Regions from separate parts of the Triticum aestivum genome. Here region 2 is linked to region 1. A link is a contact called in public Hi-C data. All regions are on one chromosome and are shown on one strand. The core of a region is the stretch at or near the end of the contact, and the rest is flanking DNA. Distances in the headings are between cores, read along the strand shown. Region 1 holds the start of LOC123146912 (protein DMP3-like). Region 2 holds the start of LOC123153868 (calcium-binding protein CBP).

Region 1 (2,551 bases), core at 21-2,520:
TTCTCAGAAAGAATGGAACATGCCAAACATATATGTGCTTAGAAGACTCAAAGGCTGGTCATGGAAAATTCTTCAGTCTGTATGATATCAAATGTGTTCTATGATTCATTCTTAAATGTATAGTCCGTGAAGTATTTTTGTCTGATTGGACACTAAAAAAAAATCACATATGTCATACAGGTGTGTGTTGCGTTGCGTGAGTGCGTGCGCGCGCGCACGCATGTGTGTGTATCGAGGAGTCTTTCCTGATTTGGGTTCCATCCAGACTACCATAGAATACCCTCAGTACAATAGTTGTGGCATATTCTAAAATTGCCATACAGATGCGGTATATGTTTACTATACCACACAATATCGACCAATATATAAAATATCACCATATAGATGCGGCATCTTGGTTTTCTCAAAAGTCAAGTTTCATAAACTTTGACCAATTTATAAAATCCCATTGTTTTGTCATTTGAGAATATATTTCGTGATCCAATGGTAATGATTTGGCAATGTAGACGTTGACAAGAATTTCTCTAATGTTGCACAAAGTTTACAAAGTTGATTTTGCAAAAATCTATTATGCACTATATTTTGGAACAAATGGAGTTTTTCTTCTTCTTGTGGTTGGACATTTATTGAACCAAAAGCACAGTTTACAAAATTCTTGTGCTTCCAAGTCTTCTTCTATCTTGCACTTCCATCAAAATTCTTATGTTTTAAGATCATGCATACCAGTGAGGCCTGTAATATGTATGCGTTCATATGATATCCGATTTAGCAGTGGCTATAGAGTCACAGTATTGATTTCTAAGCGCACAATATGAATATAATTTTTTTATTAATTTTTTACAAAAATTTAGAGCAATAAAGGCAGGGTCCTCGCATTTGCCAGACGGCACTGTGCTAGTTGAGTGAAAGGTAAGCTTGCAGATTTCTACTGGAAACAAGTGATCTTGAACTAATTCATTTCCTCACTTTCGGGGAAGAAGACATCGTCGCACGTTCAGGACCACGACGTTTTTGTTGCCATTAGTGGAAGTTTAACCAAAGAAAATCTAGAGAGTTCCAAGTACGTGGGATGCAAACTTAAGACAATTCAAGACACGTAGAAACGACTGATCACGCCTAGAATAGTTGAAGTCAACATGTGCAGGGCTTCAGCTAGCTTGCCACACCACGTAGACAAATCGACGCGGCCAACGGTAGAACCATTCGTAGAGGGTTCACCTATATACACACCAACGTTGCGTTGCCACACGAATGGAACAGCTTAGGACCACACAATGGCGTCTCCTCCTCCATCATCCACCGTGATCCAGATGCCTCCAAGTCCACAAACCAACGGCCAGCCGACGGCCGGGACAGTCCCGGCCATGCCTAATGATGCCGGTGACGTGACCATAGCACCTGCAGCAGCTGCCGGACCAGCATCCAAGGCAACGGACAAGGTCATGTCGAGCGCCGCGAACCTCGCGCAGCTCCTGCCGACGGGCACAATGCTCGCGTACCAGGCTCTATCCCCGTCCTTTACCAACCACGGCAAGTGCGAGGCCTCCAACCAGTGGCTCACCGCCGCGCTGGTCATCATCCTCGCCGCCCTGTGCATCCTCTTCTCCTTCACCGACAGTGTCCTCGGCCGCGACCAGAAGCTCTACTACGGCGTCGCCACACCACGCGGCTTCAACGTGTTCAATTTCTCCGACGAAGAGGAGAAGCTGAAGTGGACTCCAGCTGAGTTCCGGAGGCTCCGCATCAGGCCACTGGACTTTTTGCACGCCATCTTCACAGCGCTGGTCTTTCTCACCGTGGCGTTCAGCGACGTGGGGCTACAAAATTGCTTCTTCCCCAACGCCGGCAGGAACACCGCAGAGCTGCTCAAGAACCTGCCGTTGGGCATCGCATTTCTGTCGAGTTTTGTGTTCATGGTCTTCCCCACAAAGAGGAAGGGCATCGGTTACACCGACACCACTCCTCGCAAGAAGCTCACTTGATGTTTAGATGATCATATCACCTTTTTTTTGGACAATTAGATTACAACGTAATCACGATATATTTTAACTTGTGATTACTTTATTTTTGAGAAATATTTGTGTATTGTTTAGTTTGTTATGCCATGGCCGATGGAACCATCCGTGTATTTTGAGAAATATACTTGTGTATTGTTTAGTTTGTTCATGCCACGGTCCCTCATACTGGCTCAAATATGAGGCGGATATGGGGCGCCCGGGCTGACCGGCACCCCTCATGGCTAACGAATTTGAGATGATCTAGCAACAGCATCGCCCCCCGCGTCGCCCTCCCGCTAGGGCGGCTCGGGTGGAAACCCTAGCCCCCGCCACCGGGCATGTCCATCCTCCCCATCCCCTCCGCCGCCGCTAGAGGAGGTCGCCGGGCGAAGCCCCAGGCGGCTGATGGCGGCGGCGGAGGCTCTCTTCCCTCCCGCGCCAGATCAGGTGAGGCGGGTCACCCATGGCACTGGGGTGCTCTCCCCCGATCCGCGTCATGGCGGCGCGGCGGCGCATCTAGGCGATGGCGCAAGGCGGCGGCGTGATGCTGGGTG
Region 2 (2,551 bases), core at 22-2,521, 210 kb after region 1:
CCTAGATAGCACCATGAAGAACAGAAATAAGTCCCATGTTGATGATAGACGGATGGGGGAAAATAGCAGATCATCGACAGAGGTTGACAAATATTATTTTATTTTTCATTTTGATTTGACTTCCCTCATGACAGATTAAGTTGCAGTATTAGATGGGCAATAATTCCATGAGAGCATCATAAGTTCATAACATGATTGGATAAACAGCTGTTTCTTGCAGAGAAACAGGGTCTCCACTCTCATTTGATAAAAAAAAGTACACTTGCAGTATTCAGAAGATTTCTATGCAACGAAGACGAGGTCGATGATCTTTATTTATAATTTGGTGGTCGAACTGCAAGCAATGTGAAGATATGAAGAGAGCAAACAGAGAGCAACAGAAACAGAATGTGCACACTCTGTTTCACGATCGTACATACTTTCACCATTCAAAGTTAAACGATGGCAAGCAAATTGATAGTAGCACTCACCCGCCATTGCCCGAGGCAGTTCCATAGCGTCACGAACTCCGTTGGCCCTGCAACAAACATCGTTCGGAGGCAGCAAGAAATCAGTACTTGTTCTTTTACTGAAACAGTGCCGAAAGTGATGCAGATTTTGTCGTGGATGTTTGATGGAGCATAGCTGCATAGGCGTGTGCTCTGCTTACCCATCCGGGAGCGCGGGGAGGAGGCGAGCTGGGCGTTGCTGAAGAGGAAGATGAGGAGGCGGACGGTGCGGATGCTGAAGCGGCGGTGCGCGTCGGACAGCGCGGCCTGCAGCTCCCCCTCGTCGATGCTGCCGCTGCCGTCGCGGTCGACGGCCCGGAACGCGCGCTCCACGTCCGGATGCGTCCCCGGCGGGAACGCCACGGCTCCCCCGAAACCCCCCATCGGCGGCGGGTAGCCTCCTTGGCCGTAGCCGTAGCCGTACGGCGAGGAGGAGGAGGAGGAAGGCGTGGGCGCGTAGCCCTGGCTGTATCCTTGGCCGTTGCCGTACGGCGAAGAGGTGGGCGCGGGAGGCGCCGACGGCGCGTAGCCGTAGCCCTGGCCGTATCCTTGGTCGTGGCCGTGGCCGTAGCGGTTGTAGTCGGCCATGGCGGAGAGGGGGGTGAGAAGGTCCGTGGGTGTTGAGGAAGACGGTGTCCGACGGTAACCGCACTGACGAAACGACGGCGGATTCCTTCCGGGATATATCAAAGAGACGAAGACGTTGACGTGCGGGAGGAGCGGTTCTAGCGGGGCTGGTTCTGGGTATATGTAGGCGAAAAAGAACGCGGTGCAATCTCTTGCCGCTGGATCGTTCTTGTCGTCGTCGAGCTGATCGTTCGCGCGCAAAAACTTAGAGCGGCATCAAATTAGCTTTGTCATCCTTCGCGCGTTGTGCTGGAAGTTTCTTGTGGGATGCTTAGTGCGCAAGAGGAGAAGGCGTGTGCGGCATGGCTAAGCAAACCGTACGCGCGCGGGTGCTGCCAAGACGCGTACGTGCGTGTGCGCCTCAGCTTCTTCAGGCATTTCTTTTTCCTCGCCGTCTACCGGCGGCCGCCGACTGCAGGTGTGTCTATCCGTGTCAAGGACCAAGGACTACAAGCTTTTGAGTACAACAACAATACTAGGGCAAGTACAATGACAAAAAAGAAACATCTTCTTAGTCTTATCTTCAATAACTAGTTATTTCTAAAAACATGATGCTAAGAGATCATCTCTTACATAAGAAAAGACAAGACTTTTCTTATGATTTCTCTCTCCTCCACATCAGCATTTATCCTACATGGCACTCGTAAGATAGCACCATCGTACGGGCCCTTATATACGTGCAGGACACAGGACGCCGGGTTTAATTCCAACAGGTGACTCGATCATTACTGGAACGACTCGATGCTCTTGGCTTAACGCAATGGCCTGAGAGTCTGCAGCAATTGAGGCAAGAACACACCTTAGCGACCTTGACCCATTCACATGTCGCGGTCTAATTTATCACCCGTAAGATTAATTTGTGCAAATTTATATGATACAGTAGAGGCTGAATGGGTTCTTCATTGTTTCACTCATCATATTATTATTACTAACAAAAGGGCCAGTGCGTTGCAATGGAGAAAAAAAATCATAATCTTCAATGGCCATGACCACATCTTGCTGCATCACCGAAATACACTGTCACTCTCAATTTCGTGAAATCGTGAACATTTTTTTTAACTCGTGCACATATTTGAAATCATGGAAAAAATTCAAATTCATGAACACTTTTAAAAAATCGAACATTTTCTAAAATCAAGAACATTTCTTGAATTCATGAACATTTTATAATATTTGCTATTTTTCAAAATTATGGAAAATAAATATTTTTTTGAACCGCCGAACATTTCTAGAATCGACGAACACTTTTTTGAAAATTGGTGGAACAATTTTTGAATTGGTGAAATTTTGTTCAATTTCACTAAAAAATTTAATACACTAACTTTTTTAAAATTATGAATATTTTTTTATTTCCTGAACATTTATTTTCAAAATTTCAAAAAAAACTGAATAAGCAAACATTATTTTTACAAAACTGTGAACATTTTTTGAATCCA

What was found. Hi-C and Micro-C count contacts between places; a contact is called where the count stands out from the background.
Region 2: a Hi-C map of leaf shows a contact between it and region 1, with 2.5 times the contacts expected there. The contact joins the promoter of LOC123153868 here to the promoter of LOC123146912 in region 1. A contact is called at or near these places in 2 of 5 Hi-C or Micro-C datasets (leaf and an unstated tissue).

What each region holds. Positions count from the first base shown.
Region 1 is chr7A:89,315,695-89,318,245 of IWGSC CS RefSeq v2.1, forward strand. It overlaps LOC123146912 (protein DMP3-like), which reads left to right and starts at 1,271. Exons shown (of 1, transcript XM_044566174.1): 1 at 1,271-2,098. The coding sequence starts at 1,275. The coding sequence ends at 1,982.
Region 2 is chr7A:89,525,141-89,527,691 of IWGSC CS RefSeq v2.1, forward strand. LOC123153868 (calcium-binding protein CBP) reads right to left here and starts at 1,272. Exons shown (of 5, transcript XM_044572778.1): 1 at 650-1,272; 2 at 471-517; 3 at 1. The coding sequence starts at 1,076.